3 separate regions of the Anas platyrhynchos genome follow, and regions 1 and 2 are each linked to region 3. The links are chromatin contacts, called in public Hi-C maps. All regions are on one chromosome and are shown on one strand. The core of a region is the stretch at or near the end of the contact, and the rest is flanking DNA. Distances in the headings are between cores, read along the strand shown.

Region 1 (3,696 bases), core at 1,114-3,613, 200 kb after region 3:
AGCCTGGGGTAGGGCTCTCTCCTGATCAGCAAGCTCCAGACTTACCATAAGACCCTCCACAATGCCAAAGTTGTCATGGATGACCTTGGCCAAGGGCGCCAGGCAGTTGGTGGTGCAAGAGGCATTGCTGAGGAAGAAAGGCAAATATCAGCCAGAGGCAACATTATCTAGTGAGGTGAGGTGAGATCCCAAGCAGCTGGTCAAAATCGCAGGCCAGGGAGCATCCTTCTCCTTACCTGACAATTTTCAGGGACTTGTCATACTTCTCATGGTTCACACCCATCACGAACATGGGAGCATCAGCTGAGGGGGCGGAGATGATGACACGCTTAGCACCACCCTTCAGGTGAGCCTGGAAAAAGGGAAAGCGATTAGATAACCTGCAATGCCCCACAGCTAAGCAGCAAGACACTTCCTCAGACAGTCTCCTCCCTATTCCGAAGAACCCACAGGGTTCTCAATGTGACCCACAGGAAGGATCAGCAGTATCCCATCTCTCCACAAGCTACAGTGGCATACTTACACCAGCCTTCTCCATGGTGGTGAAGACACCGGTGGACTCCACAACGTATTCAGCACCAGCATCTGCCCACTTGATGTTGCTGGGGTCGCGCCTGAGGATAGATGAAATCTTGAGAGCTGTTCTACAAGACTGATTTCTTTTATTCTCCGAAGAGGCAAGCAGAGAAAAATACTTACTCCTGGAAGATGGTGATGGCATTCCCGTTAATCACAAGTTTCCCATTCTCAGCCTTGACAGTGCCCCGGAAGTGGCCATGAGTAGAGTCATATTTGAACATGTAAACCTAGCAGGGAGAACGGGGAAGGAAGGTCAGACATCCTGGCTGCAATCTCCCCACCCCTTGCTCTGCCTATGCCACAATCTCAGCTCTCCACCTTCTCAGTGACCTTGTCCAACTGAGATTCTGTACTTGGCTCTGCCGTATCTCCCTAGCCTACACTACTATGTCTCATTTGCCCCTTAATCCATCTCCAGCCTGACATGTAGTTGCCATGGGGAGCAGCTAGAACAGAGCTAGGGGAGCCTCTTGCCCCATTGTGCTATTTCCATGAGAGGCAAGGTACACATAGTGCCCAGAGGGGGCACTCCAAGGCAACTCACCATGTAGTTCAGATCAATGAAGGGATCATTGATGGCTACCACTTGGACTTTGCCAGACAGGATGGCAGCCCTGGTGACCAGGCGCCCAATACGGCCAAATCTGGGGAGAAAAAGAGATGCAGATGAGGAGGAGCAGCAAGCAACATGCCTGACTGGGCATGGAAGAACATCCACCGCTCCCTGCCCGGAAGGGCAGGAGGGAGTCCAACAGCAGCGTCCAAAGGCCAAGGAGCCACGGTTAAAAATTAAGAGCGACCCCCAGCCGGAGCAACCCCGCCAGAAAGGTCAGGCGCTAAATTTACTGAAAGCCCCGGGGGATCCGGTTACTCCTCAGCAGGGTGGGAGAAGGTCACATTCCCGGGGCGCTGCCGACACACGATCCACCTGGCGACCTTTCCCTGGGGAGCCACCATCCCCACAGCCCGCAGTGGGGCGCGGGGGACCCCAAAATGGAGACGGGGCCGCGCCGACAGCGCCGGTCCTTCCTGGGTGACTCACCCCACGTCCCTGCAGGGAAGTGACTCAGCACCCCGCCCTCTGCGGGGCCGTTACCCGGGGTGCAGGGGTCCCCATGCAGCACCCCCAATCCCCCCCAAACCCCATCCCCAAACCTCATCCCCGCGTCCTTCAGCCGACCTTGCCCCATCCTCCTCCCCCTACCCCCCCTCTGTCCTCCATGCACATCCCCGCCCCGCCGGGCGCCTCCCGGTGCCGCAGCGCCCGGCCCTGGCGCTCACCCGTTGACTCCGACTTTCACCATCTTGTCTCGGGGGGGTGGGGGAGAGATGTTCCTGCGGGGACAAAACCAGCCGTCAGCCCTCGGGACTCCGCACCCCGCGATCCGCCGCCCCCTCAACGCCCCCCCAACCCCTATTAACGCCCCCCCACCCTATTAACGACTCCCCCCCCACCGCACGTTCTGATCCCGCCCCCAACCCCCTCCAACCCCCCCCCCTTCCCCACCGCCTCCATTTTGTGCCTTTGTGCCCCCCCACCCCCAGCCCCTCACCCTCCTCCCCATCCCCCAGCGGGGCTGCACTGTGCCCCTCCCCTCCTCCTCCTCCCTCACCCCGCTCCCCAACCCCCCCCCTCCCCCCAAAACCCACAGCCCCCCGCCCCCAAACCCAGCCCCATCCCGTTACCGGCTGCCTCCGCTCGGTGCCTGGCGCGCAGTGAGGAGGTGGCCGGGGGCCCCTCCGCCGCCCTTTATAGCCGCCGAGGCTGCGCCCCCCCCGCCCCGCTCCGCCCCGCTCGGCCGCCGCCGAATGGCAGCGCAGGGGCCGGGCCGGGGCTACGTGCGCCCAGCCGGCGGCCCCCGCAACAAAGGGACCCCCCCCCCCCAAAAAAAAAAAAAAATAGCGATGGGGGGAGGAGGAATGGGGCCAGGGTCTCCAACGCCATGTGTGGTGTGATGGGGGGGGGGAGCTGTGTGTGTGGCGGGGCGGACAAAGCCCCTCGTGGTGGTGGTGGTGGGGATAGGGACAGGGGGTTGGCACTTGGGGGCTCCCTGCACACAGCATGGGGAATGGGGGGGGGATCCTCGTGGTAGATGGGCAACAAAGGAGAGGGTTGTGCTGGGCTGCTGCCTGCTTCGCTCCCCCTGCTTGGGCACATGGCAGCAGTGGGTCCCCCAAGCCTCCCGCACCGAGGGAGAAGCAGGTCGCCATGCCTGCTCCTTGCCATCACAACATGAATAAGGATGGCTGCTAGTCCCCACTCTGAGGGCCCCCCAACCCTTTCTCTGTCCCCCCTGCGTGGTTTTAGCCAGGCCATGCTCTGAATGCGGCTGCCTGCCCAGCAGGCAGCGCGGCACACAGCGTGAGGACCATGGTAATGAGGAACTGCGGCGCTGCTGCTGCTGCTGCTACCCGCGGGACGTGACGGCGGAAATCCTGCCCATCGCCCCGGGAGAGCTTACGGCGTGCCGCCACCACCTTGGCCCGCCTTTTGCCGGCCGGCTGGGTTTGGGGTGTGTGAAAAGGGAGTGCTCCCCGCGTGACAGCCACCGTGGCCCTACTGGCACCCCACGTGCTGGAGAGGCTCTCCAAGCTGTGCCGTGCTGGCTCGGCGTGCGCCGCTGGGAAGCAACAGGGCTGGTGCAGCCCAAGCCGGGGCTCTGTGGGACAGACCCACGCTAGGCTCGAAAGCCTCCATCCCTTGGGAGGGGGGTGCCCAGGGAGCAGGCACCTGGAACATGGTGCCTGAGAGGAGATGGGGGGGCAAGGAAAAAGGTTTGGGAAGGCATGGGATGTTGGCTTGCAGATGTGGAGGGCCGAATTGGCTCAGCCAAGCAGGACTCCAGCTACGCTCGAGGGAAGAGTAGGGGGGGTGGGTGCCTAGCAAGGGGTCACACATCTCGTACGTAACCCAACTCTCCTTATACAGCTGCTATTCCCGGTGCACCGAGGGGCAGGCGGCTAAGTTTAGCCCCGGCCGAGGTTACGACCTTTTCTTAAAGGCCAGGGGGGAAGAGCTGCTGCGGGATAGCTGCAAGGGGCGCGATCCCTCGGCGGGGGGGACCCCCCCTGCATCCCCCCTGCACCCCCCCCTGCACCCCTTGCACAGCAGCCGGC
Region 2 (3,645 bases), core at 1,143-3,642, 140 kb after region 3:
TTTGTGAAGAAAAGCAGCTCAGAATTTCTTGTAGAATCCCCTCCGTCTTACCCTTTCTTCTTTTTCCTTCTCTCCTTTGGCACTTCATGGTAGCAGTGCTGCCAGCCTGAGCACTCCCAAATCATGGGAATTCCCGAGTGATGAGGTGAAGGAACCTGGGGGTTTGCCTGTGTCCCCAGAACAGAACAGATACTGGCAATTGCTTGTCCAGCTAATTGCCCGCCCTTCCATCTCAAAACTCTTTGCCCAGTTAATCTGAGTGCTCCTCCTGCCCTCTGCCTCCTTCATGCGCCTGTCACAGCTTGTTCTTTCCTATCTCTATGTCCAGTGCTGTTACTCCCTTCCCAACACTTTTAGCTCCCATTTTCCCCTTGTTTCACTCTCTCCCTATTCCTGCCTCCTCTGCAGATCCCAAGACTAGTTTGTGTGTCCTAGTCTTCCCTCTCTCTAAGCTCTGCTTCAGTACATGTACAGTCTTTTTTTATTGATCCCACATACTCTGACTTTCAGTCTAGACATGTTATTCAGCCAGTCAAGGCTCTTTTCTCCCTTTTCCACCCCTTCTTTTTCCAGTAACTGCTTCTATCTTAACCCACACAGCAGCTCTAGCATCACCTGTCCCCAGACTTGCTGTCCTCCTTGCGCTCCCTTGCTCCAACTCCACCCCACCTGGGCCCAGACCAGCCAGCGGAGCACATGTGCTTGCCCTGGCAGCTTGGGCAAAGCAGTGCTTGCAGAAAATGTGTGGCTTTCCCTCATAGTCCTAGACAAAATGCTTCTCTCTGCTTTTTTTTTTTTTTTTTTTTCCTTTCTTTTCTTTTTGAGTAGATTAAATGTGCAGGCTGAAGCCATATTAAAAAAAAATAATAATAAAGGTCAGATTCTGGCAGACAGCCAGAGTGGAAAATTTCAGTTCCAATCATAAAAGTTATAAGCGACTGAACACTTTACAACAGGACTGTCCAGACAGTCTAACTCCAGCTCTGCTTTTAACTTTCTTCTTGGTCTGCCTGCGGCTTGAACTTAGCACTTTGGGATCCGTCACAGTTCTGTCCCTAGCCGCTTAAGAATAACTGGCAGAAGAAAAATGTTTATCTCCTCTATGGACTGACATGGAAGGGACACAGCACTTGCTTTGCCATGGATCATGCCTTCTCAGAAGCTTTGTCTGAACTGTGAGGCAGATGGGGATGGAGAAATGAGGCTTGATGGCTAGAAACAGCTGCTTCAAATGCAAGGGCTGAAATATTTGTTTGAAAAGAGAAGGGGGCAAAGCTGAAAACTGGAGTTTTTCATAAAATGGTTTGTCCATTTTACCAATACCATAGGCATAAATCAATCAACTTAAAAGCCGTCTAAAAGTGTGGATTTTTAAAAGCAGTAGGCTAAATGTGGGTGTGTGTAAGCCTCATCAGAGACACAACGTTTTGAATCGGTGCAATTAAACGTGGTGAGTTCTTGCACTAAAGGACGAGACGCCTGCTCGTGGAGTATAATCACGGTGACAGCCCGCAGACTGGCACGGCTGGCTGCCTGGTACACCAGTGCCCCTCCTGGGTCTGCTTACAGTGCCGAGCTGTAGCTGTTACCCCTAAAGAAACATTGCTCCTGCTCCCCAGGGGAGCAGCCTGGCTCCCCGAGAGCTGCTCTGGGCACTGAAGAGGAGGAGAGGAGAGGAAGGAGGGCATGCAGAGGGGAGGAGGGAACAACTACTGGCAGGGCACGCAGGCAGGGGGTGCCCCTGTGGGGTCCCAGAATCGGCACTGGGGTCGGACCACCCGGCTTAGCTCAGGCCTCCTCCTGCGGCTCGTGTGCTGTGACACGCTGGACTTTGCACTGGAGCAGGAGCAGAGCATTACACGCATGCCCGCCAGAGCTGCGAGAGGAGCAGCTGCTGCTGCAGCAGGTCAGTAATGGATGGCCAGGGTTGCAGGAGCGCCTAACGAGCAGCGGGTTTTTGCTGAGTGAGCGTGTGCCCAAACCACAAATCCACGCAATTAAAGCCAGGCTTGAAACAGTGCAGGTTCCTCCCCTGCGCTAGGTGCGCACAGGATTTCGCTGAAGAGATGTGACGTTGATCTAAACGCGCCGTGTGCAGGTGGTACAGGTCGCACCTTGCGAACCAAAGCTCTGCGTTAGCTTGTTCGCTCAGCCTGGCATCAACCCCTTTGTCCCCTAAGCTTTTACACAAGAGAGGTGAAGGACAGCTGTCCTCCTGACGAGGGGAGACCTATTACCGGGTACCAAAGCGCACAGAAACACGAAATGCAGTGAGCAGGAGGCGTTGTCGAAGGGACTCGGTGCTCCCAGGCTCCGAGTCCAGAGCTCCTTCTCCAGGCTACGGAGCGCTGTGTTTGCTCATCCGTTTGTTCCTAGCCGGTGCCAAAGGATCACGTGGAAGCAAAACAGGCAGGCCCGACGCGTGACAGCCAGAGCAAAACGCACGGTGCTCTGCAGGCTGCACCCTGCGCCACGCCGCGCTCCCTCCCCTGCAGATGCTTTCTGCGCTAAGCGAGCTGCCACAGGGGGACTCTGTAAAGCACCGAGTTTGCCAGGGGGGCTCCCGCGGCCGCCGCCAGAAAGCCACCAGACAAAGGGACCACACCTCGATGCCTTGCGCTGCCGTGTGCCGCTGGCGGGCGGAGGGCCGTGCGCGCGCTCCTGGCCGTCCGGCTTCACCTGGAGCAGCGGCGGTGGGGTTTTGGCAGGGAGAGCAGGATCTTTCCTGCCATTCCTTGCTCTGGGTTCGAAACTCGCTGCTGCTGCTCCAGAGCCTAATCCCTGCGCTTGTTGCGCGAGGACCCGATGGGACGAGCGCAGGCACCTTGGCTGTGTTTGTGGCCCTCACCACAAAGGAAACATCTGGCTGCGCTGCCACCGCCTGTTACTGTTTCCGAGCCCAATAGATACTCGTAATCTACTGTTATTCTGGAGTCTCCATGCAGGGTGTGGGAAATGGCATTTTGTTGGCGTTTCCCTGAACGCAAACCTTTTACATTTCACTATTCCGCGCCTCTAGCTGTTCGGAGACTTTCGCTTTACCAAAACATAAACGCATTTTGCGGGTGCTGAGCTGCGCTCACACGGCCGGGGCAGCCAACGCAGCCGCCACCACCACCACGGCCACCGAGCCCTCAACCACGCTACGGCGAGGAGCCGATAGCGAACTTTAGGCACAAGGGAGGCGCGGAGGCAGAGGTGAGCAAAGCCCAGAGACGGTCATGACCGCGCCGAGGAGCGGCGTATGGAGGGCCCGTCCAAACCCGGTGCGCCCACCGCGGCACCGCGTGGGGACACAGAGCGGGTGGCTTCGGAGGGAGGGTGCCGTGATACGGGGCTGGGGACCAGGCAGCGGGGTCGTGCGGCTGCTGTTATGGGATGGCGGGGGCCCCGAGTTGGCGATGGGGAAGAGGGAAAAGAGAGAGAGAAGGGGAGGGAAGAGGGCAGGCGGTGGGTATTATGGGATGGCGAGGGCCTTGTGCGCCGGGCGGGTGGTGAGAAGGGGGGGGGGTGGGGAGGGAAAGGGAGAGCCCGCGACTATTATGGGATGGCGAGGCCTTCCGCCACCGGAGGGGGGCAGGTGGGTGGCAAGGGAGTATTATGGGATGGGCAGCCCTTCTGCGGCTGGGTGGGGGGGGGAAGTAT
Region 3 (3,795 bases), core at 509-3,008:
CCTTCCTCTTCATCCACATCCTCAGGATTCTCTTCCTCATCCTCTTCAGCTCCATTTTCCTCATCCTTAATTAAGCAAATTGGTCAGAGCCGGAATTGGCATCAGGACAACATTTCCACGAGTTCCTTGCTGCAAGCATTATCTGCACACCTCCAGCCACTTCAGACTCCGGTCTCAGGCATGCATCAAGTGGGTGACCTCTGCACTGTTATTCAGACAACATCCTTCCCACCGTCCCAGTTGCCCCATGCAGCCAGAACCCTCCTCCCACCCTGCCTCCTTTACAAAACCAGTCCCCCCAGTCCCTCCCCACCAGTACGAAGCTGTGACGCCCACCAGCTCGCACCCTGACAGGCTGCTGCTGTCCCAAACCAGCAACCCAAGCATCCCCCTGGCGTGCTCGTAATACATCCGTTATCACACTGATTTGGACTTTCACCAGTCCGTGCTTTTCCTTGCTGGTCCTCCCTCCAGCCGTATGTTCCTTACAGACCTCAGGATGCCCGAGTGGGTGCAGGACCACATCCCCTGTCACCTCCTCTCGATTCCCACTTGTCTCTGCTCTCCCCTTTGATCCTTTCCCAGCTCACGGGGCCGTGCTGACGATGCTTAGTCCTTCAAGGCTCATTCTCCACAATTACCCACCAGCTGGCTCTTCATTCACCCCCCCTTTCCTTTACGCGTTCCTCCTGCATCGCCCACGCTCCCTTGGCGTTCCAAGCTCGCAGCGACCCGGGGCTCCCGGCGCCGTGCCCAGCACCAGCCCTCACCTCCACCACCTCCTTCTTCTTCTCCTTGTGCACCGCCTTCTCCTCCACCTTCTCCTTCTTCTCCTTCATCTCCTGCACACCAACCGAGACAAAACCATCGTGGCGCGCTCAGCACCGAGCCACAAAGCCGGGAGGAGGTGGTGTTGGTGTTGCATTTTGGGTGGGTTTGGGCTTTGTGGTGTGCTCGTGGGACACGCGCGGCAGCACCCCGTGTGTGTGTGTGTGTGTGTGTGTGTGCACGGGGGGGTGCTGCGGGCGCTCTTTCCCCCAGATTCCCGCCACCACCTCCCCCCCCCACGATTCCCGCCCGCGCCAAGCCGCGCGCGCAGCCTCCCGCGCGCCCCCCGCCCCGCCCCGCCCCAGCCCCCCCATTGGCGGAGGCCCTCGCGCGCCCCCCTGCCGGCCGCCCGCGCGCGCGCAGTGGGGGGGGTGTTGGGGGGGGGGGTTCCGGAGCGCGGAGCGGGCGAGCCGCAGTCCTCGCCCGGCGCGGGCCGGGGGAGGACGCGGGGCAGGGGGGGTGCGCGCTCGGCGCGGCCTCACCTTGGCGCTCAGCTCCGCCGGCGCCTCCTCGACGCGCTTCTCCGACATGCTGGCGCTGAGGGGGGGAGGGAGGGAAGGAAGGAAGGAAGGGGGGGTTAAGGGGTGGGGGTGCGCGGTGAGGAGCGGCGAGTCCCGGCGGCGGCTCCCGAGTCCCGGTGGAGTCCCGGCTGCTTCTCCCCGCCCCGCGGGCCAAAGTACTCAAAGGGTCTGCCGCGATCGGGGGGGAGCCCGGCGGCGGAGGGGATTTATACAGCGCCGGCTGACGGGGAAAGGAGGGACCTGGCGAAGGGAGGGGAGAGGGGACGGCCGGGAGGCGGAGGAGGGACGGAGGGCGGAGGCCCGGCGGAGCGGGGCCGCCAGAACAATGCGCGGCGGGCCCCCTCCCCAGGCACCCCCCCCCGCTTCCCCTCACGGGAGCCCTCGCCGCCTGCTGCCGGCCCCTCCCCGCCCGCAGATGCCCCGGAGGTGCCAGGGCGGGGCGGGAGCGGCGCTGCCGCCTGGTCCCTCCTGGCCCCGCCCCCCCCGCCGCGCGCGTGCCGCGCTCCCGCCTGGAATTTTCCACTCGCGCCCCCCCCCCCCCCCCTCCTCCCCTCATGGTCCCTCCTCAACGGCCGGTGGGGGGGGGGGGGGGGGGGCGGGCTGCTTTTCCCGCTTGCCCATATAAGGAGGGGCGGCGGGGCGGGAGCCCCCATTGGGCTATTCAAATGAGCCGTCTGCCTGGCAACAGGGCTCCCATTGGCTGACGGGCCGCCCTGCGGTGGTTGGGGGGGGGGCGGGGTGAGGGGACGGTTGGCGCAGCGGGCTGAGGGGGTTGCGGGGAGGTGGTGCTGGGAGGGAGGCCGGCCCCGGGGCCGTGTGGAGGAGCCGCCCGCTGGGAGCCGCTCGGCCGCCCGGCGCTGCCCCCTGCTGCCCGGCCCCGGCACCGCGCCCCGCCGGCCCGGCCCCCGAGGGGCGGTGTGAGGGGGAAGAGGTGTGAGGAGGATGAGGCTGAGGTGTGGGGTGAGGCTGGTCCCAGCCTCGTTGTCTCCTCCGCAGCCACCCCTCCGAGCCACACACAGCGCGTCCTGCCCCCAAAAAAACATAACATATCCCAGACGCACACATTAACGCAGAACAAACAACAAAAACACATTAATTACTTTCTGTCCTACCTCATAAACCCTCCTAGCCAGCTTCTTGGGTCTAGCTATCCGCATCCAAGCCCTGAGACTCAGTTCAAGCACCCTCTCTCATCCCTCCTTCCCGCCACAACAACAAAAATTAATACTTTCTGGAGCTACACCCCAAAACCAGGAGCCCCCCAAATCGACGAGCTGGGCTGCCGGGTGTCAGGAGCAGCGTGACCCGTGGCTCTGCCGCTCTTTGCGCCAGCCCGGATTTTCTGCCCTTATCTCAGACACCCGCTCGCGTTTTTCACCCGTCCAGTTTTTCCCTGTATCTAGTGTTTGCCCACTTACATCCCGTGTAAACCCCTCCTCGTGCCTTGCAACACGCCCGCTTCTGCTTCAGCTCCTGCTGGTGGGGCTCTCCAGGCTGCTGGCACGCGGTTGCTTCACTCAGCTCCCGAGGGCATCCCCTCACAGCCTCACCTACCTGTGCCTTCTCTTCTCCCATCACATTTATACCGCTCCGCATCTCATCTGCTGGGTCGGTTCACGGCTTTTCTCCGCTCCTCTCTCCCGCCTGAATTTTTCGTTGTTGCGTACGCAACGATACTCAGCATGCGGCATGCAGATGCACGACCCAATCTGTGCTTCAGGTTGCTCTGCAACCTCAGCAGAGTACATTCATTCCATCCTTTTTGGAGTCTTACGCCCTTAGACAAGATGAAGGAGGTACAGAAGTCACACGATACGTAGTTGTTTGGGAATATCGACAGTATGCATGTCTGCAGCCCGGAGAACAATATGAATGTTATTTTCCCTGTACAATAAATTAAAATTTTTATGGTGCGTGCTGTTTGTGCTTTGCGTTTACATAGGTGTGTGCATCTGTACACACATTTGTGTGCCGTGGTGGTGTTTTCTCTGTCTTCACATGCACTTACTTTTGTGAGTTTATAGTATGTACGTATGTACAGTATGTATGTAATAAAAGTATGGTATTTTTCTACAGATGTGTTTTAGGTTCGCATGTATGTCTTCATACGTGGCCACGTGGCTGTTTATTTCTGCGGGCTTTCATCTGCGATAAGTATTTTTCTGCTTCTAGCTTATGCAGGGTGCATGCTCCTAAAGTAAATATTTATACATTTTGTTTTAATAGTTCTTCCTAGTCCTGTCACTGTATCGTTTCGCTGGGGGAGGGGAGTTTAGCGTTTATGCTGAAGGCTGAAGGAACTCCGAGCAAGCCCAAAACACTCTGGATATTTTAAGAGTTTTATTCTGTGAACTAACTCATGGGTGTCATATACGAACATAACTCATAAACCCCCTCCAAACTGTGTGCTGAACAACAGAGCAGAAGGCCATGTATTTGCATTTGC

Evidence for each region. A called contact is a pair of places that touch in the nucleus more often than the background predicts.
Region 1: a Hi-C map of subcutaneous adipose tissue shows a contact between it and region 3, with 1.8 times the contacts expected there. The contact joins the promoter of GAPDH here to the promoter of PTMS in region 3. A contact is called at or near these places in 2 of 8 Hi-C or Micro-C datasets (skeletal muscle and subcutaneous adipose tissue).
Region 2: a contact with region 3 is called in a Hi-C map of subcutaneous adipose tissue, with 1.6 times the contacts expected there. The contact joins the enhancer-like site here to the promoter of PTMS in region 3.

Annotation. Positions count from the first base shown.
Region 1 is chr1:82,654,488-82,658,183 of IASCAAS_PekinDuck_T2T, forward strand. GAPDH (glyceraldehyde-3-phosphate dehydrogenase) reads right to left here and starts at 2,364. Exons shown (of 12, transcript XM_038180584.2): 1 at 2,266-2,364; 2 at 1,861-1,914; 3 at 1,124-1,223; 4 at 700-806; 5 at 524-614; 6 at 237-352; 7 at 46-127. The coding sequence starts at 1,883.
Region 2 is chr1:82,592,314-82,595,958 of IASCAAS_PekinDuck_T2T, forward strand. No RefSeq gene overlaps it. Among named protein-coding and RNA genes, the nearest start is that of CHD4, 7.9 kb to the right of the region's middle. Within about 2 kb of position 2,393, at least 2 of the 8 cell types and tissues checked have an H3K27ac peak or open chromatin away from gene starts, as enhancers often do. A contact at or near this core is called in subcutaneous adipose tissue, where this site is marked.
Region 3 is chr1:82,452,187-82,455,981 of IASCAAS_PekinDuck_T2T, forward strand. PTMS (parathymosin) reads right to left here and starts at 1,759. Exons shown (of 5, transcript XM_027449778.3): 1 at 1,311-1,759; 2 at 771-842; 3 at 1-65. The coding sequence starts at 1,358.